Regions from separate parts of the Mus musculus genome. Here all the other regions are linked to region 5. Evidence: chromatin contacts called from public Hi-C and HiChIP or PLAC-seq data. All regions are on one chromosome and are shown on one strand. Each heading gives the region's core, a stretch centred on a gene start, on an enhancer-like site or on the middle of the called end of the contact. The rest is flanking DNA. Distances are from core to core; before and after follow the strand shown. Region 1 holds the start of Gm36857 (a long non-coding RNA gene). Region 2 holds the start of Itga6 (integrin alpha 6). Region 3 overlaps Itga6 (integrin alpha 6). Region 4 has its middle 29 kb from the start of Gm36909. Region 5 has its middle 22 kb from the start of Platr26.

Region 1 (6,147 bases), core at 2,740-5,239, 100 kb before region 5:
GAGTCTCATATAGCCCAAGCTATCCTTGAATTCACTATGCAGTAGAGAATGACCTTGAAATTCCAATTCTCCTGCCTCCACTGCCCTGGTACCAGAATTATAGGCATAGCAACACACTCAGTGATGCTTTAACATCTTAGAACTGTTCACATTTTAAAATGAAAGCTTCCCCTGTCTTCCAAACGCCTTAAAAGCAACAGATGATAGCTTTAGCTGTATAGGAATGGATCCAATGTACATCTAAGATGTTTAGTAAATTCTAAAGTCAGAGGGAAGAGAAAAATAAAAGCAGTAAACAGACCCAGGAAATAGCATCTTGCCATGTCAGGGTATGGTCCTCGTTTTACCAGGATATAATTTAGACTCTAGAAACCCTCCTGAGCCGCTCTCTTCAACAAAGGAACAACTTGCAATTTACCAGGAGAGTGGCACGCACTCACCTCCCTGGGTGGTTGCGGTGCCAAGCCTGGGAGGGCTGATAGGAGGAGCGCATGCGCGCTGAGGAAAGGCTGTTTGCTCTAGTTCACACAGCTCATGCGGCCCGCGTTAGACAGGCGCCTCTTCTTTGGGGGTCTCTGGCTGTGGCATCCTTCCCCTGCTGACTGAACAATTTCTCCAAAGCTGTCCTTTTATGGTCTTCCTGAGACGCTGTAGCCCCCTTATGTGGCTTTCACGACTTCAACATTCAACTTTGACTCTGTCTTCTAGAGGCTTCTGGGGAAACTCCATTTCTCAGGTTGGAAGAAACTGGACTTCTATATTCAGGGTCTTCTACCTTACTTTCTGTGACTTCTATCTGGTGACTAATTTTAGGTCGCACTAGCTCTCCTCTCAAGGGATTGCGTGATTGATTTTCTCATCGTTTTCTTTAGGTAGCCCCATATGAGGTCCAGGGCTTTCTCGAGAACGTCATTTAATCTCTTCAAGTCTTATACTCAATTACAATTTTACCCATTAAGTAAAACCTGTACTCATTAGGGAAAAATCAGAATTCAAAGAAAACAGAAGCCATAATTTTAAAAAGCATCAAAACATTTAGGGTTATTTCCCTTTGAAAATGATTTATTTCTATACCCTTTTAATTTTAATATTAGCTTCTGCCTTGATTTTTGTTTTACCAACTCAGCTTGATATCAAGAGCATGCTACACATTAGTAAGGGTTCTTATAAGCTCTTTGAATGCTATCTACTATTCAATCTATGAGAACTTGCCTGCTTACTTCTGACTGTCCACCTTGGGTAGGTGGTTTTTGTGCTGGTCACTTAAATCTTGTGTGTTCCCTTTCTGTTTTCTTGGTACAGAGTCTAAAAATTAGAATTATTAGTTGAAGATGTAGCCAGCCAGCCTCCCACTCTCCCTCCCACCCCCACAGTCTGAGGCACTTAGGTAGGCTAGGCCCATTGCTCCACACCAAGCTTCTGCTATGGTTAAAACAAACAGTCTTAATTTTACATTGTGGTCAAATATAAGTAACATGAAGTTCGCTGGTTTAGCCAGTTTGAAATGTGTTTTTCAGTGGCGTGAAGGGCATTCAGATGGGCATGGTGACACACATCCTAGTCCTACGGCTTACGATGCTGAGAAGGGAAGGTCACAAGTTTGAAACCAGCCTGGGCTACAAAGTGAGTTCCTGGAAAGCCAGAGCTACGTAGTGAGGCCCTGTCTCAAAAACAAAACAAAACAAAAAATGAAACACAAAGTATTTAATCAGCTGAAGGCCAGTTTGTCCACTACCATATTGTCTACAGTTTCTTAAAAATTTCCCACATGTTTTCTTCTCAAAATGTATGCTCTCTGTTGACCCATCTTCAGCTTCACTGATCTGTGCTTCAGAGCTCTACAGCTAGACTTCCAGGCACTTGTGAGCAGGAGAAGTTGGTGTTGGGAACAGATCTCCAGTCCTTTGCAAGAGCAGTACACACTCCTAACCACTAGGCCATCTCTCCAACTCTTGTCAACTCCTGGGCCTGCCCTAATCTGAATTGTAAGCTCCACTCATGTATTCTTCATAACATTACCTACTGCGTCATCATCTCCAGACTTCTGTGTGGCTTCCTCTGTCTTTGTTGATAGTCACTATTCTGGCAAGACAGCTTTTGAATACATTCTCTTTAGGTTTTTAACACAAAGTTTTGTTTTGTTTTTCCACTTCTTTAAAATATTCAATTTTAAAGCTAGCTATGGTGGTGCACGCCTACAATTGTAGAACTTTGTAGGTGGGGTCTGAAGTTCAAGGTTGTCCCTGCCCACACAGTGACTTGGAGAGTTCAAAGCTAGCCTGGGCTACATGAGATCCAGCCTCCCCACCCTCCAAAGCAAAGCAGAGCAGAGCAGAGCAGAGCAGAGCAGAGCAGAGCAGAGCAGAGCAGAGCAGAGCAGAGCAAAGCAAAGCAAAGCAAAGCAAAGCAAGAGTTTTCTTCTTTCTTTTAGGAGTTCTTCCAGATTCTCTCTCATAAATGCATGCCCTTGTCATGCACTAGGCCCTCTTCCCTGCTCCTCACTCTGAGAGAACTTCTCTCCCTTCCCGTCAGCTTCGAGTTTTTCTTTGGTTGTGTCTATTCTGCAGGCAAATCTGTTGAATGAGTCTCTGATGACTTTGGTTTTGAGGGTCACTCTTGTGAGGTGTTGTTGCTGTTGTTGCTTTGCTTTTGCGAGACAGGGTTTCTCTGTGTAGCCCTGGCTGTCCTAGATTCACTCGGTAGACCAGGCTGACCTCAAACTCACAGAGATCCACCTGCCCCTGCCTCCCGAGTGCAGGGATTAAAGGTGTGGGTCACCACTGCCCAGCAGGGTTGCTCTTGTCTTGGTAGCATGTGGTGCATCTCGGTCACAGTGTTCTCGATGCTTGGTGGTCTTTGAGTCTGTGTTTTCTTCTGGTACGAGAGGCCCCATGAGTACGGAGATGAGTTGTCTTTAGTGGTGAGGTGGGAAACTGTGGGGCTGGGCAGTGTGAGTCAGGAAAAAATGCTTTTATTTCTCCTGGATGAGGCCAGATTCAGGGTGTGGTTGCCTCTGGGGCTTGTTGTCTGTTCTGCTCAGTATATGTGTGTTCCTATGATGTGTGTGTGTGTGTGTGTGTTTGTATGTATATGTGTGTGTGTAAGACCACTTTTTTGTATGCTGTACTTTAGTGTCTTAGCCATCTCTGATGGTGAGTGCCTTAGAACCTTCTGTTCTGTATGCTTCCCCCCGCCCACTGCCCCACACTGTCCTTTTTTTGAATCTAGAGGTCCTTGGAGACATCCCATTATACAACTATACAACTGATCTCTCCTGCTTGTTTTGGGCTCATTCATCTGAGTACATCTGTTGTGTGTCCTTCACTGTTTCTGGCTACAGAGGTTGCCTTTCTCTATCCTTAAAAATTTTCCCTCATGTCTACAGTTGACAGTACTCTTTGCTCTGGGAGTTTTCCTTCTGTCATTTCTCTGAGGTTCTCTGTCTTCTCTGTTCTCCTATGATTTGGAGGAGGGGAGAGCAGGCTGCAGCATGTATTCAGTCTTCTTGGGAGACTTTTTTTTTCCCCCTTTCAAACTCATTTGAAGTTTTCCCATGGATGAAGAATTTAGAGAGACTACCGGTTGATAATTACAGGTGGTGGTGGTGGTGGAGGATAGCTTAGTGTTTATCCTCAGCATCTCTGCAAAAGCTGAGGGTTCCAAGCCAGAGTGTAGATTTGGACTTGACTAAAATCTAGGGTTTTTCTTTATTGCTGTTGTTATTTTTTCCCCCCTATTCACAGTCAAAGGCCACTTTGCCTCAGAACCCTGTCTCCAGTGCTGACAACCTTGTTGCTGGAGAATTTCTGGGCGGAACCCTGGATGGCACCTTCTTGGCTGGGGGCACTGTTTTAAAGCCTTGCAATTTTAGGGAGTGATCTGGGTGGGGTCACGTTCCAGCTGCACCCCATAACACTTCGCAAGCCCTGGCTGTGCCGATGGCAGCTGCTGGCTGCGGCTGGCTGCTCAGGCCCATGGAGGAAGGAAGATTTCTTGTTGAGAAATCTCTGAGTCACTGGCAGCCTCTGGCTGTGGTTTGCTCACATGTCTGTAGCCCTCTGGGGCTGATGTTTCTGTGAAATCTTTCAAGTTCATTCTTGCTCCCCTGGGCTCACCCTCTCACAAGTGCTTGCTTGCCCTGCATGCCGCAAATGGCGAGAGAACATCAACTCTCCATGGTCACTAGTACGTGATTGCTTTCCCAGGACTCCTGCGGTGATGTGTTCTTGGGTCCGTGTTTATGTGACATAACAATAAAATACTCAGTGCTTCTCTGGATCTTTCCCCCGAGGGCATCTTGAACATCCAAAGACAATAGTGCAGTAATCACCATGATTTTCAATCTGAGGTAAATGTGCTTTTTGTTAATTTTTAAGGCAATAAAATTGACTTTGAAGGTAGTACTTCAGACTTTTAAATTTTACCACAGAACAAAAGAGCTCTGTATCCCTAAAGCCTGTGTAGAAATGCACACTTCGTCTTTACTAGGGGTGTGGCTATGTGTACAGACGTCTTTCATTTCATATTCTAGTAAAGCTGGCTGCTCTAAAATTCATTTTATTTCCGCCAAGAATGTTTGATATAAAAACTAGAGGTCTTTCTTTACAGAGAAATATTCTCACAGAAAATGACTAAAGCTTGTGAGGCAAGATTAAGAATCTTAGCTCTCAGGTGTCCAGAATGGTCACTTGTAGCCAGACGCTGCACACAAAACCCCCTTTCTTACTAGGTAGTTTTTAGAAAACACTGGTACTTGGAATTTGCAGATTAGACATGGACCACAGTGATGATTGGCGCTGGGAGTCAAAAATGGAAAATGTAGAGATAGCTTAGAGATGCAGACACAGGATGCTCTTGCAGGGGACTGGAATTTCATTCTCAGGGTGCCCCTCATGCTGCCTATAATTAATTCCAACTCCACGGATAGCTGATGCCTCTACCTCATTGGGCAGCTGTACTCATAACTAAAATGGTTTAAAACAAATCTTTAAAAAGTGAGAAAACCACACATCATCCTTGGGGCATCTGGAGGGAACAGTGGGAGCCAGGCTGGACGATCAGAATGCTGAAGGCACAGGCATGTCCTTACTAAAATACCATTCAACTTAGAACGGTGAATTTGATGGTATCCAAAATACATCTCAACAAAGCTCTTTACAAATCCTGCCTGGGTACCACTATAGACCATTGAGTCAGGCTTCTGAGGTAAAACCTTAATATTAATGTTTTGTAAAAGCTCCCCAGGTGATTCGAACGTGCCGCTGGTTAGGGGCTTGCTGGTTTATAACCTTGTTTGTCTCCGTTGGACAATCCTGACATTCTGCATCTGGTTTATTATTTACGTCCTTTGTTTCCATCCACTTTACTAATGGTGGAATTTGTAGACGTTATTAATTCTGTGTTTGGGTACCCATTCCTCAACTTCCCATCCCCTCTTCTCTCATCTGCCAGTGATCATGATTCTGTGTATCCGCTTAACAGTCTACGTGAAAATCTATTATTTTAGAAACAACCGACAGAGAGGAGGTTGATGGAGAGAAGCTTGAAGGCACCGTATGCAAAGTAAGGAGAAAGAGAAGAAACACTAGCTACCTTTATTTGATCAATACATAGCCTATTCGTGTATTGAGACCTCACAAATATATATAATTAAAATTAATTTCATTAATTAGTTTAACAAAAGACAATAAAATCCTACCACTCCAGGCCCCTCCTTACCCCTAAACGAAAGAAGAGACAAAGACAGAAATGGCTGATATATCTTGATTGTTAAGCTGCAATCACAGGCATGGCCTGCGCAGACCACACAAGCGATGGTGGCCCTGTAGTGTCAGAGCATCTGGGTAGCTATCTTAGCTTGTGTTAAGTGTACCTGAGGTTCTCATAAAGATGAGGCTGGCTAATGATGAAGGCTGCCTTCTCAGAGTGTCTTCTTGGCTGTGACTGATTAGAGGCGCTCTAGACAAATGGCTGTATCAGTTATTGTTATTTTGAGGGAAACCCCAGCCTTTGCCAGTGTAGTAAGGGCTAGATGCCAGGGTAAGATGTGAGACACTCACCTTGTGTGTACTCAGACACTTGGTATTCAGGATAAGTAGCATCGTTGTGGAGTAGAGATTCTCCATGAGTATGACAGCAGCTTCTCAC
Region 2 (5,456 bases), core at 2,457-4,956, 88 kb after region 5:
AAATACTTGAAAATTCCCCTACTAATGGTGAGATATTAAATAAATAACATTTTTATTTGTCAAGTATACGGGTAAAACTAAGACACCAATAAAACTAAGAACTCCAAAATCTTCGTTCGAGTGAACATCTCTGCTCATAGCTCTCACTGCCTTTGCAGTGAAGATTTCCGGGATGTGAAAGTTTCTTCTGAGATAGTATAATTAGACTCTCAGATTTCCTTTTGTTTTCTAAGCCTTTTTAGAGAAAAGGAGAGGTTGAGACAGGTTTATGCTAGGTAGCCCAGGTTGGCCTCCAACTCATGGGAATCTTCCTAAGTCTTCATTTAAATACAGTAGTTTTCCCAGGTAACTAAATTTACAAAGCCTCTTCTTGCAATGTGTATGTTTTCTATAGGCGTGTACACAGACACATGCATGCACGTACACATACACAGACTCTGACTTGGGTGGTCAGTAAGCTTGTATCACCAGGTTTGAATTCTTACACCACTCTCTCCATCCATACACCTATTTATCTCTTTCTATCTCTGCCTCTTCTCTCAGTCAGCTCTATATATACCACAGGACAACCTGCCTGGGGTTGGTAGCATCCACGGTGGGCTGGGCACCCCTACATCAATTAGCAACCAGTGGCAGATCTTTCTGTCTCATCATTTTCCCAGGAAAACTGTGGGCTTCCCTCCCTCTGTGTTTATCTCATAATTTTTAAGGGTCTCAGTTCCTTTCATCATCGGCCCCAGAGACTGCAATAGCCTCAGTGGGTACAGACCAACCTTTTAACCTCCACGTTATAATACGCTTCTGTAAAATATGCAGCTCAGTCTTGGAATGGAAATGATAACTGAGTCTCAAACAGACTAAAAAACAGAGAATAAACCAGGTAGTGGTGGCACACGCCTTCAATCCCAGCACTTGGGGTTACTGGGATCAGAGAGGCAGGATTTTGACCTCTGAATTTGAGGTCTATAGACCTGGTCTACAGGCTGAGTTCCAGGACAGCCAGGGTTACATAGAGAAACCCTATCTTCAAAACCAAAACCAACCAGACAGACAGACAGACAGACAAGAAAGAAAAAATGGGAATTAGTGACACAGACACACACCTGTAACTGAAGTACTTGGTGGTGGAGTCAAGAGGATAATGAGTTCAAGGTCATCTTCAACTATCTATGGAGTTCAAGGCCAGATTTCCATAGGAAGCAATGACAATCTTCCAAGAGATTCTGTTAGGAGTCTGAGAGTTTGACTCAACACCAGGGATGTTTGGCTTCCTAGGCAGGAAACAGGTGGAAGACAGACAGGCACAACAACTGATAGTTTCTTACCCAGTACGGGCATATTCCAGAACAAGCGTCTCAGCCTTCTTCAGACCAGATTTCATCTCTACAAGTACCATTCGATTTGCACTGTGCATTTGTAATATTTAAATTTAATTTACTGTAATTTAAATGTCAACTTGAGGATTGAAATCAAGAAGGTAACAATGACCATTCATGTATTATTTGCCAATATGTCTAAGGAAGGGAATGACGGGTTCTCCACAGCCTAGAATTAGTCTTAGGAGGAGGAGGGATGTTCAGAATGGCCATTGGCTAATAGGACTTGAGCATGACTGGTCAGAGGGAGCAGTTGCAGTACAGGGCTTGGACTTGAGTGGAATCTGATGGATCTGGGACATATGCGCAGGGTTTGGCTGTTCAGCACAGCTTTCTTAACCAGTTCAGAAGTATTTCAGCAACATGGCAGCTACATCACTGGCTCCTGGCTGAGAACTACCTTGCGATTAAATGTTTAAATGTCAACTTGAGGATTGAAATCAAGAAGGTAACAATGACCTTGAGGTTCCTTATGTCCAACCATCATCAATTGGACCTGTCTTTCAGGGATAGTGGTTGCCATACATGAAAGAAGAAAACGGTTGTGAGTGACACCCACTAAAAATCACACTGCTGATATTTTCTACCTCACTAGACAGTCATTTCTAACAGTTTCTCAATGTCCTTCAGAAGCGCTTGTTCAAACCGTGTGATCTTCAAGATCTCGTGTGCATTTAGATCCATTATACCTCACCCAGGGCAAGATGTGAGATTACTAGTTGTTTGGGAAGTGGCACATCTGCTGGGGACTCACTCTGGCAGCTGCTGCCACCTGTGAAGACCACACGTGATATTCACATAGCTTCTCTGAGTAGCTCCAGCTGTTCTCTTGGTACAGATGTAGAAGGACGCTTTGGGTCTCCCTTGGGACTGCACCCTGCTTCTATTTCCTATGCATGCCTGTTAGGTTCCATGGAAAGGCCCTTTCCAGCATCAGGAGTGTACAGCCCACTGTGATTGTTACCCAGCTCTGGGCAGTTGGTCCTGACTTGTATAGAGAGTTGGCTCAACACAACTAGAGGGAGCACACCACTAAGCAGTTTTTATCCATGGTCTCTGCTCCAGGTTCCCGTCCTGAGTTCTATTATCTGGAAATGTAAGATAAAACAAACTCTTTTCTCCTCAGGTGGCTTTTGGTTAAAATATTAAATTACATCGATAGGAGACAGGGTAGAACAAGGCCCGTTCAGTAAGTTACTGAAAACCAAGACCCTATGCACAACATACATGTTTTTAAGAAGAAAATCGATTATATTAACATATGTCAAAATGTTAACATTTTTTTCTATAGTAATAAATTGCTTCTTTATTGACATACATCGAGATCTAGCAGAGTAGCTACCTAATAACAACTGTAATTTGAAACATCTGCAACAACCAACTTTTCTGGATAAAACAGTATTTTCTACTGATAATTGGGTTGTTGGTACAGTCTCCTGCCTTTGTGGTTTACTGTCTACATTCATAAGAGAAAACATGCTAATCTAAATGTCAGAGGATAATAAAAAATGGTTCACTAAAATGTATATTGTTTGTTCTCAACCAAGTTCTGAGCGTCCCTGAAGCAAGTTTTTCTATCCTAAAATAAACATGCCTCAAAAGCCAACACCTCGCTGGAAAGCCCCACCCTATGCCCGCGAGACTCAAGCCTTCAAGCCACCCACACGGACCTCTAGCTGTCTCTATCTATGCAGTTCTAACTAGACTAGGAAACTTAGGGTAAGAAAAGGGGACAATAGCTAAACTCCAGGGCCCAAGATAGAAGGACTCAGTGTTCCCTACCTAGAGATCTTCCCACAAAAATCTGAGTTGACTTTTTTCTTTTCTTTTCTTTTCTTTTCTTTTCTTTTCTTTTCTTTTCTTTCTTTCTTTTTTTTTTTTTTAAAAAAAAAACCAAAACTCATCAGCACAGAGAAGCCCGCTTCCTAGGCCTGAATGAAACAGTGTGTTTTTAAGTAGCACAGCAACGTTTTCGACGTTTGGGTCCCTGGGGAGCCAGCGAGTATGCAACATCAAGCCAACCCCAAGAGCTGGGCATACTTAGGCGCGTCTTGAACCCTTGGAGAACGGATGTCTTTGCAAGTCAGCCCTATGAGGCCCGCAGTTCAGTGACAGGTAGAAAAAAAGCCTGGCTAGTCTTGCCAAGCTCCGGGACGCTTCCGGGCAGGTGGCGGGAAGGTGGGAGGGCTGCGGCGGGTGCGCCGCTGCGGGGCGGGGCCGGCAGGGAAGGTGCGTGTGGCGGGCGGGGCCTCGGGAGGGGCGGGGCGGGGCGGGGCGGGGCCGGAGTCCCGGTCACTCGATAAAACGCTTGAGAGTCTCCAGAGAACAACGGGCTCATTGAGCAGCAGCTAGCTGCGGGCGTGGGGGAGCGGCCGCACAGTGAGCGTGAGCCGGCCGGGGGTGGGGCCGCGCGCAGGGGCGACCGAGGCCAAGTGGCCGCAGCGGCGCGCCAGGCAGCCCGGCCCCGGCCCCGAGCCCGCGCGCACAGAGGCCGCAGCAGCTCCGCGGGTCCCTCCCACCGCGCGCGCCCATGGCGGTCGCGGGCCAGTTGTGCCTGCTCTACCTGTCCGCGGGGCTTCTAGCCCGGCTGGGTACAGCCTTCAACCTGGACACCCGCGAGGACAACGTGATCCGGAAATCGGGGGATCCCGGGAGCCTCTTCGGCTTCTCGCTCGCCATGCACTGGCAGTTGCAGCCGGAGGACAAGCGGCTGTGAGTTCCCCGACTCTTCCCATCCCCACCGGGGCGCCGCGCTGCGCCAGGGAGAACGAGGGCGCGCCCTGCTGCCGCCCGTCCCGCGTGCCCAGAGCCTATCCGTGGGCTAGCCCAGCTCGGCTCTGCTCTGCCCTGGCCTTCCCTACCTTGCCCTGCCCTGCCCTGCCCTGCCCGCTCGCACTTCTTCGGCCCAAGACTTGAGAGATCCGGGCCCGCCGCGCCCTGCACACGGCGCCTCCCGGGAGTGAGGAGAGCCGAAGGGACAAACCCCGGGCCCGGCCCCGGGATACTTGACTTTCCCCCTCCCCTGAAGTGCTTTCCGCGGTTCTCCACTTCGGGCTTAGTTTGCAGGGACCCCGGCAGGTGGCACGCTTTGCTGAGCTTCACGTGTGCACTAGGGACAGTGATGGGACACAGGGTTGCGGGAAGTCTTCCAGGGAAATGCAGGCCTTTCTCCAACTCTCCGACCGTCCGGTCCCCTCCCTCGTTCGCGCGCCGCGTGGAAGTTGGGAAGCCACTTTTCGCTGTCCCGTATGACTTTCCCTGCAGAGTGGGCTCTCCTGCAGGAGATACTTTAACATGCTTCTTAAAAAGCACCTGTTCCTCAGGACTAGCTCAGCTGTGAAAACAGGCTTCTTCGAGTCGGTGTGCTAGCTCCCCCTCCCAGCTCCCTGATAGATCAGCAGCACTCAAGGATCCTCCGGCCCCAGTGCTGGGTGGGCCTCACGGAGGAGTTAGAGCAAAGTGCCCCTTCTAGGAGGGACTTAGAAAAGAAGGTTCGGAAGTGACAGTCATCCTCCCAAGTGTTTCTTCCAGGAGAAAGCGACTGGCTCTGCCTTTTAAACAGTGTTGGCTCCCACATGACCCAGTTCTTTGATTGGGGAAGATTTTCTGGAGCTTAGTCGCCCAGTCGCAGTGGGGTTAAATTCTTGATCCATGCTCATTCCCACAACAAAAGGTCCTCCTCCCCGCCCAGGTCTTGAGTTGAACCCAGGTCCTTCCAGGACCAGCAGACCGGAGAGAACAGAGTGCAGCCAAGGGGAAAGGAGAGGCCAGAATTATTTTAAACTGGAGAAAACTCCCTTTTCGGATATTTAACAACTTTGGGGTTTGTGCATATTGTGGACTTCAAAATCTTAAGGTCAGATTTTTCTGATACCACCTGCTAGGTGAAGCAGAAGTCTATTGTGGGTGGGATAGTCCCGGGCAGGGAGGGGGTCTGACTCTGCAGGCGTGGCATTCTCCCGAAAATAATTGTTGGTCAGCTGTAAATCTGAAGTGAGAGGGTTTGTTTGTTTGTTTGTCAACTCAAGAGGATGACATTTCAAATCTCAAACACTATTCGAGAAACACATACATTTACCC
Region 3 (6,072 bases), core at 1,339-3,838, 120 kb after region 5:
CGCTTAACCACTGAGCCATCTCTCCAGCCTCTTGCGTCTTATCTTTAAATATTTTCCAATATGTTGAAATCTTCAGGGAGTTACTCCAGTACAACTTTGCAACTCGGTGGAAGGTGGCCATGGTGGCTCAACTTTAATCCAGCCCTGGGAGGCTGAGGGAAGAAAGATGGTGCATTAGAGGAAATTCCTGCCTCAGAAATCCTGCCCTCCCCCCAAAACACGGGAAAAATAACAAAACTTAGTAGAAGTCGCTGTCTAGTGGCTCTAAGGCAAGCAGTTTGAACAGTGACTTTTCCTAGTGCCAAACTCTAGACACTGGCCCCATGTTTGTAGTCTCTCCTTTGGACCTGATATGGGAACAGGGTTTTGGATGCTGCTCTTGTTAGTTTCCATTGCTCCTGCCCCTACAAGGCCTGACTCGCTTCCCCGCTCCCACCCCAGCCTGTCTGTAGAGTGCAGAGCTGCTGCTGTAGTTCAGGCTTCTACTTATGAGCATGGTGGTACACACCTTTCATCCCAGGCAGAGATAGGTGGAGCTCTGAGTTCTAGGACAGCCTGGCACTACACAGGGAAACCCTGTCTCTGGGAGAGGGAGAGAGACACACAGACAGACAGACAGACAGATGTCTCTGAGAGAGAGGGACATACACACAGAGACAGAGAGACAGAGTCTTGAGAGTATGGCAGCAGCAGAGAGACAGTGGCATACCTGCAGCCCTGGTCCTTGGAGTTGACTTGGTGCCCACAGAGCAGTAATGCACACAGAGCACCTGGTTCCCTTACTAAACCCGTCTGGGCAGCCAGGCGCCCAGCCCTTCCTGTGAGGAACCGGGAGGAAGCTTTGGATTTATACAAAAGCCAGATTTTGGCACGCGTTTTGAGGGGTTGGTTGAAATGGGCTATTCTTCCAGAACCTACAAGCACCTGGCAGCTCAAGAATCAATGTGTGCCTAGCATTTAACCTACACCATGACCTAAAATGACTTAGATTAGAAGTAGACGGTTGTCCCCGGTGTCCTTGTTTGCATACTGGTCTAGTTTTGCTCATTTATTTGTTCTTCACAGACATAGCTTGAACTAATGGACTGTGACTGTATATAAAGCTGATTCCAAGTGAGATTAAGAGCCTTTTTGCTAATCTCTGAACCAGGGTAACTGTGAGAAATGGGTCCCCAATGGTTGCTGAGTGTTGGGGTGACTTTATTCATCTGTTTCTGGGACCTGCCGTTGTATTGGATTAGCTCGCAGTATAGCCTTGAAATGCAGAGTGGTGCAACAGGCGCCCTCTGCTGGCAGGCCATTCCCTTTTGTAGCCACCCACTCCTGCAGCCGGTGTGGATCCTCTTCCCTCCCTCCCAGAAGGTATCTGAAATGGAAACAGGATGCTTAAGAAGCCGTGTGGGCAGAGTCTGGGGTAGGCACCCTTTCAACTGGCATTATCCTTTATAGATGTATGCCTCTTAACATTGTCTTTATGCCTGACAACCTGGCTCCTTCCTTTATTCTATGCAGTCCGCCACTTCCTTCTCTGTCCAATGCCTGTGCCCCACCGGGGATGGAGGAGAGAAGGGTTGGAGAAAGCCCTTGGCTCTGAAGACCTGTGGCTGTGCATGGAGTAACCTCCACAGTCTGTTATTGTTTAAACGTGTGTGTGTGTGTGTGTGTGTGTGTGTGTGTGTGCGTGCGTGCGCGAGAGAGAGAGAGAGAGAGAGAGAGAGAGAGAGAGAGAGCCCGCGTGCACGCCCCCCCCCCCCCCCCCGCCCGCGGAAGCCAGAAAAGGGCTTTGGAGTTATAGGCATTAGACTTGATGATGCTGGACTCCGAACTTTGCTCCTCTGGGAAAGAACAGGCAGGTGCACTAACCACTGAGTCATCCCTCCAGCCTCTGCACAGCTTGTTCATGTTGCTGGAAACCTTTGAAGTGCCTATCCCATGTAGGGACCCAGAAAGGCTCAAGAGATGGCTGCATCCTTAGGCTCTGCGGGCCTCCTCTCCTACCTCTCTCCCCTGAGCCTGTCTTCTCACCAGGCTGTCTGTCCATCTTCAACTCCACTTACCAAATCACCAGACTCCAGTCTCCTACGGCGGCTATCTCAGTGCTTCTTAACTTGTGGGTCGTGACCCCTTCAGGGGTCAAACAACCCTTTCTTTCACTAGGTTCAAATATCAGATATTTACATTATGTTTCATAACAGTAGCAGAATTACAGTTATGAAGTAGCAACAAAGATAATGTTATGGTTGGGGGTCACCATAACATGAGGAACCGTACTAAAGGGTGGTGGCATTAGGAGTGTTGAGACCCACTGCTCTAGCTCCTCCCTTGGAAGCAAAGCCAGTCTTGCCTGTTCTCTGCTGTCCCTCCTAGGTCTCTTCTGCTGTCATTTCCTGGTAGCACTCTCTCTACAAAGCACTTGCCCTCTCCCTCCCAGTCCTTTTCTGAGCTAGCTACTTCTGGATCAGGTGGAGCCACACTGGAGTTTTAGGAGATGGAAGCTACCTGGGAGGCCGTCCCTTATGCATCCTGGGGCAGTACTTGTTGAAGCAGTAATTGGCTGTAGGAGGAGCTTGGTAAACAGGAAGTAGCCTGCCACCCTTAGCAGCCTCCTTGGGTGTGTGTAAGAGGAAGTGGTTAGAGGAGGGAAAGCTGTCTAGGCTGTCGGAGCTGCCCTTTGAGTCTCCTCTTGGCAGTTGGTTACCTTTACCCACCATTGGGCCTGGGTTCTTTTTCCCTTCGCCTGCTGGGAGTCAGACTTAAATCTGTCAGTATGCCAGTGGTTTTTATTTCAGTGTGTCATTGTTATAGGCTGGCTTTTGTGCTAAACGTTTTAGTTGTTCAGTTTTGTTTCTTGGGGAGCATTCATTACGCAGGGACAGGGACACTGTTTCTAGGTAATCTTTGTCCTGCCTGGCACCTGGCTGTGAGGTCCAGAGGCCTCATAATTAATCTCTGTCAAGGCCTCGATTTCCTATCAAATGGGAGGGTGCAGGCTCCTTAGCTTCTGTTTACTCATGGTTCAGCTCATTGTTTGTTTCTCTAGCCACCCCAGCACAGGGTCCATCCCACATCTGCCAAGCATCAAAACCCATTCTCTGCACATTCTAGGCCACCTCGTCTCTCAGGTATTGTGAGCTCCTGCAGGGACAGTGTTACTTGGATACCTGGTGGGCCTATGCAGACCCCTGCACCCTGGCTTCTCTATACCCCCTATTGATTGATAAATTTGGGGACCCGGGGGGCAATTGCTTCCCTAAGTCTCCACTTCAGTTCCGTTGCTTTGGTGTGTGCGGGTTCATCATTTCCAATGTAGACTTGGAACTAGAAGTGGGCAGTGCGAACTGCCTCAGGTGAGGAGATGGGTTATCTGTCTGGTAGGAAGGGCAGCCACTGTCCCCATGGAAGCCATCGTCATGCTCCTGTTTCTCCTGGGCAGATGTGATCCCCTTCCCCCTGTTGCACCTGCAGCAGCATAGCCGTTAGTGTATTTACTTTTTAACTGGGATCCATCCCAGCAAGGAAGAGGTAGTGGGGATGTTAGCTAGAGTTGGTTTTTGTTGTTCATTTTGCACCTGACCCTGCAGGCTTCCCAGTGCACTTTGCTGATGTTAGCTAGCGTTGGTTTTTGTTGTTCCTTTTGCACCTGACCCTGCAGGCTTCCCAGTGCACTTTGCTCCCTTCAGAGGGTTTATTGTTTGTTCCCAGCTGGCTTTCCATCTCCAGCCCATACCTCAAAGCTCTGGTTTCCACTTCTCTGTGTGGTCCGGTGTGTGTTCTTTCTTTCTGTCTCTTGTATTGTTTGTTTCTTACCCTAGAGGTTGTAAACCACGTGACCAGCCAGCCCCTCTGCTAATGAAGTGAAAGCTCTCCGCTGCCTGCCGATCATGAGTTGGGATTAGGAGCCACTCCTTGGGGAAAGTCTGGGGTGGAGAGAAGAGGAATGTCCCACCCACAGCTGCCACTTCATTTCTCAGCCTTTGTGGGAGACTGGTTGATATGGGGGAGCTTGTATCATGTACCCATGAGACAGAACATCACGTGTTGCACTTTAAATAGATGGAGATTCTCCTTGTCAACTATATCCTCAATAGAGCTGAAGAAAAAGAAAAAGGGAAGAGATTAATTGTGACATGGGCAAGAGTTGGATTCTTAATCTGTAGATACAGTGTTGCAAAGCTAGGTGTAGTCAAAGTGTTCCCTGGAGGATACCTGTCTTAGTCAGGGTTTCTATTCCTGCCCAAAACATTACGACCAAGAAGCAAGTTGGGGAGGAAAGGGTTTATTCGGCTTACACTTCCATACTGCTGTTGATCACCAAGGAAGTCAGGACTGGAACTCAAGCAGGTCAGGAAGCAGGAGCTGATGCAGAGGCCATGGAGGGATGTTCCTTCCTGGCTTGCTTCCCCTGGTTTATTCTGCCTGCTCTCTTATAGAACCCAAGACTACCAGCCCAGAGATGGCACCACCCACAAGGGGCCTTTCCCCCTTGATCACTAATTGAGAAAATGCCTTACAGCTGGATCTTATGGAGGCATTTCCTCAAGGGAAGCTCCTTTCTCTGTGATAACTCCAGCTTGTGTCAAGTTGACACACAAAACCAGCCAGTACAGTACCTGGGGGGGGGGGGGGGGGGGGGGAGGCAGCGTTGGAAACAGATGTGTACCTACTAGATAGAACATGATGGCTGCTTCCCACCTAGAGTTGAGAGAGAAAACTGTTCTGTGAGTCACATGGTCTATGCTTGTTCTATGAAGAGTGTCTTCCGATACCAGCATTGCGCCCAGCTACCTGCCAGTTCTGTAAGGGACAGGCTCACTCTCCTCTGTTTGACACCAGGTGTCATTCCGTCTCAGCTGTGAGACCTGTGCCCCGGAAGCCTCTATCTTTGTTCTCTTCCACTCCTCAGCAGCTGTGGGACTCGTGGGCTGCAGGGCAGAGAATGATGCCCACAGCTCTGGCTAGACTTTAAAATATGCAACATTCAAGTCCCTAAGTTCTTTCTGTTTTGTCACCAGGTTGCTTGTGGGGGCACCTCGGGCAGAAGCACTCCCGCTGCAGAGGGCGAACAGAACAGGGGGCCTGTACAGCTGTGACATCACCTCCCGGGGACCTTGTACACGGATTGAATTTGATAATGACGGTGTGTTCTGCCCTCACTGTTCGTTTGGCCAGCCTGTCTGTGCCATGTGACACTTGCCACCAGATAGGACAGGAAACAAAGCATTTATTCCTGCAGAGAAGGCCTCTCACTTTTAATTTTTTGTCAGTCTTGAGTGTTTTATCTGTCCTGAAAATACTTGTTGCCTCGGTTCATCCCGGTTAAACTAGAATGGTGTGTTTATGTTGCCACCTAGTGGTCTGTTGAGACTGTTGCAAAATTGAGTTCATGGCTGTGAAGAAACACTAGAAGGGGGGAAAAAAGTCACGTATTGTTAAAATGTTGGGGGAGGGGGGCAGAAGCCAGGTGGTGACAGCCTACACCTTTAATCCCAGCACTCAGGAGGCAAAGGCAAGCGGATCTCTGTAAGTGTGAGGCCAGTCTGGTTTACAGAGGAGTTTACACAGAGAAACTTGTCTCAAAAACAAAACAAAAAAACAAACAAAAAACTGGGGGGAAAGACTTATTTTGTTTACTTTTCTTTATTATTTAACTCATGTATTTGTATATGTTTGCCTGTTTTTGTGGTATTAGGGCCTTGTGTATCCTATTCAAGTGCCTTACCACCAATTTGCATCTCTAGCCCTGAAAAACTTTTCTTGAAAATCCTGTAAAATGAGAACGGAACAGCATGAGTAAAATCTCCCTGGAGATTGTGGTACAAGAGTTAGGGTAGAGCCAAAATAAGTTTCAAAATTCTTCAGGAGGCACATTGGTGACTTGGCTGCATATATGTCCATGTGAGGGCGTTGGAACCCCTGGAACAGGAGTTACAGACAGCTGTGAGCTGCTATGTGGGTGCTGGGAATTGAACCCAGCTCCTCTGAAAGAGCAGCCAGTGCTCTTAACAGCTGAGCCATCTCTCCAGCCTCCAAAAGGGTCTTTTAAACTCCCGACTCTTACCCAGCTAAAGCTGC
Region 4 (6,033 bases), core at 3,067-5,566, 72 kb before region 5:
GGTGGGTGGGAGCAGGAAGGAGTTTCCTGCCTCAGGCAGAGGAGGATATGACAGGGCACAGACTGTGAATTGCAGCTGAGACTTGAAGGGCTGCAGCCGCTGAGACCAGTGCAGCTTGGATACACCAGTTGTTGTTAGTTCACTTCCGGGTCATGGCTGTCCAGCTCTAGCCTGTCCTGGGGGGACATTCCCATCAGGTTCCAATAGGTTGTGACCAGAAGCAGCTTGGGGATGAGAGGGATTTGTTCAGTTTACATCTCTGGGATCAGTCCATGGAGGGAGTCAGAGCAGGAACCTAGAGGCAGGAACTGAAGCAGAAGCCGTGGAGGAGTGATGTTTACTGATTTGGTCCTTCTGGCTTTCTTTTTTCTTTTTCTTTTCCTTTCTTAGATATTTTCTTTATTTACATTTCAAATGTTATCCCCTTTCCTAGTCTCCCCTCCGAAAATCCCCTACCCCTTCCCCCCTCCCCCTGCAAAGATTTATTTATTTACTTATTTACTTACTTGTTTGCTTATTTATTTATTGTATATGAGTACCCTATCGCTGTCTTCAGACCCACCAGAAGAGGGCATCTGATCCCATTCCAGATGGTTTGAGCCACAATGTGGTTGCTGGGAATTGAACTCAGGACCTCTGGAAGAGCAGTCAGTGCTCTTAACCGCTGAGCCATCTCTCTAGCACCTTCTGGCTTTTTTAGCTTGCTTTTTAAATACAATTTAGGAACATCTGTACAGGGGTGATACTACTCACAGTGGGCTGGGCCCTCCCACATCAGTTAAAAAAAAAAAAAAAGCCCTATAGATCTGCCTACAGTCCAGAGTGGTGGAGATATTTTCTAAATATTGTGTCAAAAGATACATACAACAACAACAACAATCAAACAGCACAGAGCCTCTGGGTCTTACTTTGGAGCTGGCTTGGGTAAATTCAGTCATCACTCCTGTGAGTTTCTAACCTACACTATCTGGCTGGGTTTTTATGGGAGTGGTGCTACATTAGGGGTCCCAGGCAAAATATGAGACGTTGGCTATGAGTCTAAGTATGAGTCTAAGTGCCACATAAAGAAATGATATTTTAGCATAATTATTAGTAAATATTGCATGGGATGTGTTTTAAGAGTTGTTCCTTATCCAAAATTTGAATCTAGTTGGGGTATTGTTTTGTTTCGGCTAAATCTCACAATCCCTTATTCTATGGAGCTTTGGTGATCCCAGTTAGAATTAGGCTGCAAATGCTAGGATGCTCATGGGGCTAATTGTGAAAAGCGACACTTTGCAGTCAAATTGACTTGGCTTTAAAGCTTGCAGCCAGTACTTGCTGGTTATGGGACCACAGATCTGGGACTCTGTTTCTTTCTTTGTCTTTAAAATGGGGTTGAAAGTGGCACTACCTCCCAGGACTGTGCTGAAGGCAAATGAGAGAGGCGATTTGAGTCTTGTACAGAGAATGTTATTTGGCGCACACTGAATTAATGATGTTGCTTACTGTCTATCAACTGTTTACTCTGTGCCACCCACATGGCCAAGTGCATCCCTTCAACCTTGCCTTGTGCTAATGCAAATGGGGACATTTGACGCTCCTGGGCTTTCTCAGCACCCTGATCAGTGGCTGTGCACTAAGGTAGGGTAGGCACTTGATACTCTTTCTGGTTTCATACCTCCCTCTTAAAAACCTCTCAATGGTAACATTGTCTCAGAAAGTGCAGTGTGCTTTCTCTGCCAACCTAGCTCCAGCAAGATCCCTGGTCAGGTTGCAGCCCAGACCTCTGTATAATAACATTAGGAGCCACGGATGGACCAGATGTTGGAGCTCAGTGTTATCAACTGCTCCCTGTGGATGCCATCAAATTTTGTTTCTGTGGGAACACAGATAGAAGAACGGAGAGACACAGAAGCTATTCCAGAAGCTTCAGCATTTAGAAGAAAGGCTCTGTTAGCATGGCAATAGCTCTGCATCCAGTAGAATATGCTGATGTATGTATTACAATGAAGGAAAGAGAGGCGGAGGATAGGGCAGCTTTAATGAAACTAATGGGCTTTTAGAAAGGCAGTACTTGAAAGTTCCAATGACATTTTACAGGAATTGATTACACAGAAGGATGAGGGAGGAGAATTTGGGAGCTTGGTGCATAGAGGCAGAGGTCGCCTGGGTGGGAATTGGGACTCCAGGAGAGGGCAGAGCCAGTACAGAGTCCTCAGTCACATGGGGATTGTTCCTAGTCAAGGCAGCTGGAGCCAGCTTTGCCGCTGCCCCCAGAGAGTCAGCTGGCTGGTGGGATGGCTGACAGGGGTGTTGTGTGCTGAATTTCTTTCCAAGGAGGAGGAGGAGGAGATGCCAGCTCTTCTATACATCACCCTCTGCCACCTGCCAAGGAGGCGAGATACCGCTGTGGAGAAAACAGCTTTTACTTATTCCTTTGTATCAGGGCCTGAATGCAAGCCAGAAGCAGTGGGGTTTGGTTAATAAGCTAGCTGGAAATCATGCTAATGGGAGTGCCATTGCTGGGAGCCCTCCAGGCTGGGGAACGTGTGATTGAATGTTGGGGCTCTCAAGGAGTCGTTCCCCCCCCCCACCCCGTGTCCCTCCCCCATCCATTTTCCCAGCCATCCTAGTCCAGTCACATCAGCATGGCTGCAAGTGAGCAGCAACAGTGACAAGTGGGGGACAAGCAGAGGTCAGAATGGGAGTCACTGTGAGGTCTTTCTGTGCAAGCCATTACCACAGCCTCTCTAAAATGGTGGAAGGTGAAGGGCCTTAGGCTCTGAGAGAACAGAACAGTTACCAGTACCTGCACGCTCAGTATTTCCTGACAGTACTAGGTGGTGTTCCCTCAGAACAATGTCTTGTCAAGACATTGGCCAGAATAGATTCCATACATAAAGGGCCCATCATCTGCAGAAGGAATTCTTCCAGCCTGGGAGACATTGGGGTTTGACCTCGCCCACCCTCTGCGTGACCCTTGAATTATTGATCCTGGTTCTTTGCTCAGATCTGAGTTCCTTGCTGCTCCCATTATTCATGTCTCCTGGAGAACCTGTTACATTGTATGATGTACCTCAGACAGGCGTGTCTGTGGGACTTGGGTTTTACTGGAGGCAGATGTGGTAGAAGGTTCCGGAGAAGCATGGAGAGGCAGTTAGGCTCTTAGTAAACCTCGGAGGTTTACTACGCCAACTTCAGGGACAGCAGTGGCTCTCCTGTTTGTGCCTCTCCTCTCTCACCTTGCCCCCAGTTCGTGTCGGCATGCCCATCCCCGCTTTGGCTCACTCCTCTCCCTTGGTGACTAGTAGGTTTATGAGTCCAACAGACAGACTTAAGAGAACACTTGTGTTTTTTAAGGCATGGCTGGCCGCTCCCTCCTGAGTCATTGCCCTGCCCAGCCGCCTTTGGTGAGTTGGGAGGAGAAGGGGAGACTAATGACACGAAGAATCTTTAGCCTGGAGAGCCACTTCCTTGTGGCAAATCGCTGTGTGGAAGGAGCATTTGTATAAGAAGCTGGGGGCTTTTCCGAGGCAAGCCCTGTTCTCGGCATCATCGGCATTGCCTGGGACGGAGCAGGGCACCACGGATGTACTGAGGCAGAGGTCATGCCCTTTTCCTTCTGAGGGTCTGACTGAGAACCCCACAATAGCTTTGCTGCAGCAGCCTGATAAGGACACATCTTTCGAAAGTCATTTTTCATCCTGTTCAATAGATGCCCTTGGTCTTAACTGATCCGAGTGCTTTTCTTGGGTAAATCAGTCCGAGTGGAGAGTTCCAAATCAAACCCTGTTCACATCCTTCGCGATCACCAGGCTGTACAAGTGAGCGTGTATGCATACTTTCAGACTAGAGGATTCTCTCTAAACGACCCCATTAGAAGGAGAAATGCAATCCTCTGGCAAACTCCTTGCTTTCTGTCCCTTTAGAAAAGGGATTTATTGGGAGACAAGGCTCATGTATCCAAACACCGCACCTCCATCCTGCCAGCCTAGCGGATCTGTGGCTTTATTTATAATGTATTTACACAGCCCAGCAGCCATTGAAGATGCCTGCTTAATGAAATGCTCGGCTTGTATTCGGATGGCACTATCGGGAGTCATTATGAGTAAATACGTGTTCAGATTTATTTTCCTTCCCCCAGAGGTCTCTCAAAGGTCCCTGAAGGTAAATATTTGCATGGTGCCCGGTTTGTATTTCCCCAGCCTAATGTGGTACTGAGGTAAGTAAGAAGCCTAGCCTCCTTCCAGCCAGCTTGTTAGCATGCACAGAGACACTTCCCTCTCTGCTGCCTGTGGCATTATGACTGCCAGGAGACAGACAGCACCCGGGCTGGGCCAGCAGCCACTTAACCAGCTTAATGCACCCTTGGGCTTGCTGCATCTGAGCGACTGTACGCTGCCTTGGCGTCGTCAACTTGCAACTGATGAAATAATGCTTGTTCAGGAAGTGCAGTCCGCTGTGGATCTGCACTGCTGTCCCAGTGTTGGGGAATGCGGGGGTGGTGGACATAATTCTCAAGAATCCTGAGAAACTAAAGTCTCTTGAATTCTCAGAGCACTTTTTAGGAAGTAGAGCAGAGCTCCCATTCATATCATCCGTTTTTCCTTCAGACTCTTAATTAATATTCCAAAATCAACCAGGGGTTGCTAAGTCCAGGGTTAATTTTTTTTGAGTGATTATCTTTATTTATTTATTTATTTATTTATTTATTTATTTATTTATTTTGGTTAAAAGTAAAGTGACAAAGAATTGTAAAGTGCTATTAATATATACATTTTCTTGAATTGCAAATTAGGAGATGAAACTTAAGGTTACTTCATAAAAAATACGATTGGTCAGGGGCTGGCAAGATAACTCAGCGGGTAAGAGCACTGACTGCTCTTCTGAAGGTCCTGAGTTCAAATCCCAGCAACCACATGGTGGCTCAAACCACCTATAAAGAGGTTTGATACCCTTTTCTGGTGTGTCTGAAGTCAGCTACAGTGTACTTATGTATAATAATAAATCTTTGGGCCGGAGCGAGTAGAGTTACCAGAGCGAGCGAGCAGAGATCCTAAAAATTTCAATTCCTAACAACCACATGAAGGCTCACAACCATCTGTACAGCGACAGTTTGCTCACACAAATAAATAATAAATAAATAAATCTTTTTTTTAAAGCTATGATTGGTCATTTTAGAACGTGTCATCATCAGCCTAAAATGGGATTAAGAAGAGGTCTTGAGAATCTATTTTATGGCTTCATAGTTGAGTGGAGCAAACACCTTAGAAATTGGTGTGTGAAAAAAATTTACATTTTTAACTTGGACTCCAATATAAGGTGGGTAGTATTGTAGTGTACAAAATGCTATCGGCTCTTGTCTGTAGATTTGAATTTGGCACACAAATACTAGGCTAGACTGTGATTACCTGTTTTGGGGATCTGGAAAAGAGTGTGGCAGTTTCGAATGCCATTTGTATAGGAATAGCAGCTAAGTACCTATGAATGGGCCTGGCTGCTGCGTGGGGGAAGATCCAACTGTTAGGGTTTTCAGGTCATTGTGGGAAACTCAGGATGGAAAGCCCCAGCGAACATTTTTTTTTTCTGCTCCTTGGGAAACTTACCGCCTCTGTAAGGGGTCATCCCCAAATGGGAAGAGGGGAGAGCAGAAGGCCAGTGAATTTTTTGAGAAACTGGCAGCCCAGCAGACATTCCGGCGCCAGCAGGACACCCCTGGAACTGAAGGTCTTTGTACCAGGAATAAAACAGTACTTCTTCCTTGAAGGAGAGAGAGTCCTGCCTCTTGGAAGCGGTTGGTGGGACCCGGGTGTGGAGATTTGGGGGAAGGGCCTGAGGACTAGAGAGTAGAGAGAGGAAATCGAGTTTTCCAGGGCCAAACAAGCACATAGGAGTTGGAAGCTGACAGTGAAAAACTTTACAGTGACACTGGCAGACGCTTTAGTTAGGAACTCACTGAAAGGGTTGCATTCTTCTGCCTTAGGGTAGGTGATGGAATGAAAGCATTCCCTGGAGGAAGTCTGGACCACCCCTAGACTGCGGAATTGATGG
Region 5 (5,628 bases), core at 2,887-5,386:
TCCCACAGCCCTTTCCACTCTCCTCCATGCCAGCGTCTAAACAAAGGTCAGCTTGTATGCTTTGGCTGCGTTTCCAGATTTCTCCTCGGAACCATACAATGAAAAGATCTCTTCTTAGCCTAAAAGTCTTATTTATTTTCTCCACTCAGGACAAGACCCATCATTGGCTATGACCTGGAGGGATTGTGTGACACTGGCACGAGGTTGGGCTATTGGTAAGATGGCCACTCAGCTCGTTTCTCAGGCTCGAAAGGCCAGCAGCTGTTCTTGTAACTGTGAATGGCACTTATGCTCTTAAACGCCACTTCAAGACAAATGTAAAGATGAGGGTGCATGCTTGTAATTCCACACCTTCGGAGACTGAGGCAGGAGGATTATGAGCTCAAGACAAGCCTGGGTGACACAGTGAGGTTTGTAATAGATCAGATCTTGTATTAAAAGTTCAAACAAGGGCTAGAGATATGGTTCGATAATTAAAAGCACTCATATTCGACCAAAGGACCCATGTTCGATACCTAGCACTCTTGTGGTGGCTCATAATGATCTGTAACACCTTGGACACCGGGCATGTGCATGATATGTGAACACACATCAGGCAAAACACCCAGACACATAAAATAAAAACAATTCAAACAAAACAAAATCAAACAAAAAGGTTGTCATGGTGGCTGAGTGGGGACAGACACTCGCCACCAAGTCTGACGACCTGAGTACCATTTCTGTGACTCACATGATGGCATGAGAGAGAGACTCCTACAGATTGTCCTCTGACGTCCATTAGTGTATCATGGCACAGGTGCAGGCACACACACACACACACACACACACACTCCACAATGTTCTAAATACATAAATAAATAAGAAAAATATTTGAAAAAATAAGTCTTTTTAATGTGTTCCAGCACATTCTCCCCAAAAAATGTTGTGCCAAACAGCTAGATTTGTGGTCCTCACAGCAGCTTCATAAGGTCTACAATGCTAAATTTCTTTCACACTGTGACTTGTAACTAGTAGAAAAAAAACCAAACAGATAAATACTTTTTGTTGTTGTTGTTGTTGTTTTGTTTGTTTTTTTGTTTTTCGAGACAGGGTTTCTCTGTATAGCCCTGGCTGTCCTGGAACTCACTCTGTAGACCAGGCTGGCCTCGAACTCAGAAATCCACCTGCCTCTGCCTCCCGAGTGTTGGGATTAAAGGCATGTGCCACCACGCCTGGCAGATAAATACTTTTTAATCTTAATATGTTTCATTTTTGTTTACAGCAGGTGATTTTGCCTTTCCACCTGGGGACCACTTTACAATTTTTTTTTTTTTAAATAACAATTACTGTTCTTTGAAGGCGGAATCACCACTGTAGAGAAGACAAAAAGGTCCACTCCTTCCCAGACAAAACCTCTGCTTTCCGGAGTCCCCTGTAGCTCCCAGAGCAAGTGTCCCATGCACTTGGTAGAGGGAGCAGAGACCATACCAGGCTCTTCTCATATTTGCCAGTGTTTAGCTTTCCATAGCAGCTGAGGCTGTGAGCTAATGAAAGGCCAGAATCTGAAGCCAAGATCTAGCAGCAGTGACCCTTCTGGAGGCTGATAGGTAAACTACTCCAGGCCTCTTCTAGCTTCTGGCAAGTACCAGCATTTCTCTAGGTACCTTGCTTTCAGGTCAAGCACTCTAGTTAGTATCTGCCCACACATGGCCCTGTCCTCTGTGGTTCTTTCAGAACCTACTTCTCTTGTTTGAGGCAAGATCTCATGTATTTCAGGCTGGCCTTGAGATATGACTATCTATAGCCATATCTTGATCTTGAACTTCTGGTTGTCCCACCTCCGTACCCTGAGTGCTAGGATTACAGGTGTTTACTACCATGCACTCAGGGCTTTGAGCAAGTTGAGTGAGCACTCTACCCCATAGTCCTATAGTTCCCCAGTCCCCAAAGTTCCCTCTACTAGGGATATGAGTCATAAAGTGGGAGTTACCCTAACCTAGGGTGACTTCATCTTAGCATCAATCCAGTGTGTGCATGTAGACATGTACAAACACACACACACACACACACACACACACACACACACTCTAAATACATAAGTATTCTAAATAAATAAGTAAAATATTTGAAAAAATAAAATTAAAAAAATAGAAGATCAAGCCCAGGATCCTGTGCAGATAAAATATATGTTCTACCACCAGGCTGCACCTCTAACCTTTATCTGAATGTGATTTCCTTTGTAAAGACTTCTTTTCCAGTCAAGATTCCTGTCACAGCATCAGCAGCTGGAAGGACTTCAACATACCTTTGGTGCGGGGTATGGAGGAGGGATGCAATTCCATCCACCAACACAATGACTACCATCCACAGTATTTTGAAACTGAAGAGGAGTTCAGGGAACAGCCAAGTCCCATCTCTGCTTCCTCTTTGCCTGCGCTGTCTACCTTCAATCTCTGCTTCTTTCATCAACTAGTGGCCCAATCAGTCCCCCCCCACCCACCCACACACACACACACACAGGTAATTCTGTGGAGATTAAGAGAGTTCAACCATGGGAGACACCGTGCCTGACACAGAACCAGCTGTAATAGTGCCACATAACACCCCTCCCCGGTCTCTGTATGTGTCCAGTTAGCCTTGCAGGTGAGAAGGGGCCATATGGGATGCTTAATGAGGGGAAAATGACACTTTCATCTGGTGCAGATGAAGAATGAATGTTCCTGTTTGGTTGTTTGCACTGTTCCGTAGCCCCGAGGTTTCTTATATAAACACACAGAATGATGCCTTCTATTTGAACAAGGCTTCTCGTTTTCAAAGAGTTTTCACTGGATACTCATAAAACTTCGGAGAAGTTGGCAGGCTGGGCATTGATGACCTTGTTTTGTAGATAAGGAAACTCAGACAAAGGTTGAGAGTGGAGTTAAATCAGCTAGTGCCCGCTCACTCACTCTGTGCTCTTTTTCCTTAGCAACAGGATCCCTGTATTAATCAAACAGCAATTTAGCCAGAAAAAAAAAAAAAAAGAATATTCCAGATTCCTTTCCTGGCATGGTTGGCTAGTGACATGTCAGCTGCAGTGTGGGCAGGGAGAGAGGCTTCCAAGACAGCCCTCTAAAGCCTATTTTTATCTGGTGTAGCCCTTTGGCCACCAACTCACAACTGCACCATGTGTGTGTGTGTGTGTGTGTGTGTGTGTGTGTGTGTGTGTGTGTGTTTGCCTGTGTATCTGTGCTCATACATATATGTATATATGCTAATTTTTATATGCAGCCTAAGGCCTGGTGATTGCATTTGAAGGACACTGGTGAGAGCCACACACACTAAAGTGACGGGAGTTGTCTCTTGAGTGTCCATTACAGTCATTAGTTAGTACAAGGGGTACCAGAGAGAACTGATAGGGACACAGTGTAGAGACTGGCTGCAAATATTGTAAAGGCGCCTCTGCTCTAGCACTGAGACCGTGCTAGAGCAGTCTCACCAGCTTCCCCTTTGGAGAGGTGTAAGGGACAAGGATTCTTCCTCCTTCCAGGTCCTGACAGTTGCCAGCTGTGCACGCTGAGCTGACTACTACAATCAGTTCTGCTCTCAGCAAACTCTGCACGTCATGCCAGATGTGTGAGATGTGACTCCAGTAAATTCACAGGGTCAGGTGCTATGACATTTTTTTTTTTGTACCTGCTCATTTACAGGATTGTATATATGACAGACTTCTGAAGGAGATCTGACTTGGTGTTCGCACCCTGACCGTGAGATAGTTGGGGAAAGCTAGGGTTCCTATGTCAGTTGGAAATCACCATTGTCTATCAAAAATCATTGGACAAGCATGAATGGCCAAATTGGCGTGTGTAACTGTCAGCATCCTAGTTTTCATGTCTGAATAGGTAATGAGAGCAGAAGAAGACAATGGCTCAAACACTGGCAATCGGGCCCTTTCTCATGCCAGTTTGAAACACTGAAAAATATTAGGTTTTACTTATTGCTAAAATGAAGGTCGGATCAACCCAGGATGGAGGCTATGTGGGTGGCTAAGTAAGCAAGTCTGCTGAGAGGAGCAGACGCACGCACAGAAGCCAGGGTAGAGGCCCCTCAGGATGGCAGTGTGAAGGAGCAAGAGCCGAACAGCAGGAAGCTACATCAACTCCTGCTGGCTATTTGGTTACAAGCGTCAGTTCCGCAGGACTGTCTGACTAATCTTTCTGTCCCAAGAGAGCCATCATGCTCCTATATCCGTACACTAAATGACTCATTTCAGTTAAAATGGTTTCAGTTACTTTAACCAAAGGGCCCAATGCAGTTTGACTTCATGCTGAAATGTATAATAATACCTCTCAAAATGGTTTGTGCATCTGTAGACTCCATTGATAGCTATTCCTTCCAAACTCATTACCATATATCAGGATCACTACCAGATTTGTACCACACACAGCATGGTGCTTGTTCTCAGTTCCACCAGCATGCACACCCTTCCTTCCTGAATCTCTCTTGGCACTATTATTTCTCAGACTCCATAGTAATTTTGAGGGAGTTTTTATTATACCACACAAACCAGTGATAGAAAGAACATGTAATTGTTTTCTTTAACATAAGGGCTTCACTAATGCCCAGCCAGTATCATTCCTTTAAACTTCCAGAACTATACAGAAACAAACCAAAAACAAAGCAAAACTAAAACTCTTTTCCTATTCACCAGTCTTGGCTACTTCCTTATAACAACTGAAAACAGACTAATTCACATGGAGAGAACATGGAAGTTTTGCTCATGGTGAGGGCGCCAGATACTTATTGGACATCTTTCCTGGGTTACCTGAATGAGTACAGGGCATTTATTCTGCATGGAGAGCCCAGGTCATGCGTTGATTCTGACCCTTTTCTTGTATGTTAACTTTTCCTAGGAGACATGAACAAATATTTGCTTATTCACTCCAGATAAGGCACTAACAATGGACCAAGGACTGAGTCCATCCAAATTTAGATCTCTGAAGAAAGGTCTCACTTCACAATTGTTAACCATTTTATATCCTTGCTGAGGGGTCTTTGAGCCCCATGAGCACCACTCCCATGAGGGAATGTCTGCGAGCCCAATCTTAAGAGGGTCTCAGTGGGTATTCTCAGGTATTCTAATTTCAAAGCGTTATTAACTATGCAATACCCTGAATAAAGTTCCATAATATTAGTAAGTAATTTAATCTGTTTAGCCTAAGTCATCATTAAGATTAGGGAATTGGACTAAATTATCAGATCTCTTATAGCTCCAGTGGGACGGTTCTGTAACAGAACAATGGAAACAATGTTAAAACCTCAGAGTGGTAAACATGCAGAAGGTGGGGTAAGCAGGCAATTGTCTTTCATTTATACAGATGAAAAATACTTCTGGAAAAATGGTTTGCTTTCTTGAATGAAAAGTCTATTGACTTCAAAATGTGAGCAGGGCCTGTGGGCACAGAAAGGCTAAGACAGGAGAATAATGCGTTTAAGGCCAGTCTGAGCTATAGAGGGAGTTCTAAGTCAGACTGGGGGTAAATAGAGAGATCCTGCCTCAAAACACAGAGAGACAGATCTGTATGATCTTTTCATGAATTGTAATTTTTTATTATGATTAACCTAAATGGCCAACTTGACTGAGTTGAAAGTTTCCTTGAAGATCAGTGA

What was found. Hi-C and Micro-C count contacts between places; a contact is called where the count stands out from the background. HiChIP or PLAC-seq counts read pairs in DNA pulled down with a chosen protein or histone mark.
Region 1: an HNF4G HiChIP or PLAC-seq map of pancreatic cancer cells shows a contact between it and region 5. The contact joins two enhancer-like sites. A contact is called at or near these places in 1 of 15 datasets of contacts at CTCF or cohesin (embryonic stem cells), 11 of 484 Hi-C or Micro-C datasets (Sertoli cells, bone marrow-derived macrophages, embryonic stem cells and 5 more), 7 of 115 datasets of contacts at active chromatin or transcription factors (the 230-238 cell line, bone marrow-derived macrophages, embryonic stem cells and 1 more) and 1 of 9 other capture datasets (embryonic stem cells).
Region 2: a contact with region 5 is called in an HNF4G HiChIP or PLAC-seq map of pancreatic cancer cells. The contact joins the promoter of Itga6 here to the enhancer-like site in region 5. A contact is called at or near these places in 6 of 484 Hi-C or Micro-C datasets (Sertoli cells, bone marrow-derived macrophages, embryonic fibroblasts and 2 more), 12 of 115 datasets of contacts at active chromatin or transcription factors (the 230-238 cell line, the SCID.adh cell line, bone marrow-derived macrophages and 6 more) and 2 of 9 other capture datasets (adipose tissue and liver).
Region 3: a FOXA1 HiChIP or PLAC-seq map of pancreatic cancer cells shows a contact between it and region 5. The contact joins two enhancer-like sites. A contact is called at or near these places in 7 of 484 Hi-C or Micro-C datasets (the N1E-115 cell line, bone marrow-derived macrophages, colorectal tumor organoids and 2 more), 6 of 115 datasets of contacts at active chromatin or transcription factors (acute myeloid leukemia, embryonic stem cells, kidney and 2 more) and 2 of 9 other capture datasets (adipose tissue and embryonic stem cells).
Region 4: a Hi-C map of bone marrow-derived macrophages shows a contact between it and region 5, with 1.9 times the contacts expected there. The contact joins two enhancer-like sites. A contact is called at or near these places in 8 of 484 Hi-C or Micro-C datasets (bone marrow-derived macrophages, cerebral cortex, conventional type 1 dendritic cells and 3 more), 6 of 115 datasets of contacts at active chromatin or transcription factors (embryonic fibroblasts, embryonic stem cells and pancreatic cancer cells) and 1 of 9 other capture datasets (embryonic stem cells).

Annotation. Positions count from the first base shown.
Region 1 is chr2:71,590,697-71,596,843 of GRCm38.p6, forward strand. Gm36857 (a long non-coding RNA gene) reads left to right here and starts at 633. Exons shown (of 3, transcript XR_374627.3): 1 at 633-736. Within about 2 kb of position 3,990, at least 76 of the 459 cell types and tissues checked have an H3K27ac peak or open chromatin away from gene starts, as enhancers often do. A contact at or near this core is called in bone marrow-derived macrophages and pancreatic cancer cells, where this site is marked.
Region 2 is chr2:71,783,233-71,788,688 of GRCm38.p6, forward strand. Itga6 (integrin alpha 6) reads left to right here and starts at 3,707. Exons shown (of 26, transcript NM_008397.4): 1 at 3,707-4,088. The coding sequence starts at 3,907.
Region 3 is chr2:71,811,618-71,817,689 of GRCm38.p6, forward strand. Itga6 (integrin alpha 6) reads left to right here. Exons shown (of 26, transcript NM_008397.4): 2 at 5,013-5,137. Among named protein-coding and RNA genes, the nearest start is that of Itga6, 28 kb to the left of the region's middle. Within about 2 kb of position 2,589, at least 203 of the 459 cell types and tissues checked have an H3K27ac peak or open chromatin away from gene starts, as enhancers often do. A contact at or near this core is called in the N1E-115 cell line, acute myeloid leukemia, adipose tissue and 2 more, where this site is marked.
Region 4 is chr2:71,623,240-71,629,272 of GRCm38.p6, forward strand. No RefSeq gene overlaps it. Among named protein-coding and RNA genes, the nearest start is that of Gm36909, 29 kb to the right of the region's middle. Within about 2 kb of position 4,317, at least 82 of the 459 cell types and tissues checked have an H3K27ac peak or open chromatin away from gene starts, as enhancers often do. A contact at or near this core is called in bone marrow-derived macrophages, embryonic fibroblasts and pancreatic cancer cells, where this site is marked.
Region 5 is chr2:71,695,030-71,700,657 of GRCm38.p6, forward strand. No RefSeq gene overlaps it. Among named protein-coding and RNA genes, the nearest start is that of Platr26, 22 kb to the right of the region's middle. Within about 2 kb of position 4,137, at least 45 of the 459 cell types and tissues checked have an H3K27ac peak or open chromatin away from gene starts, as enhancers often do. A contact at or near this core is called in the N1E-115 cell line, acute myeloid leukemia, adipose tissue and 3 more, where this site is marked.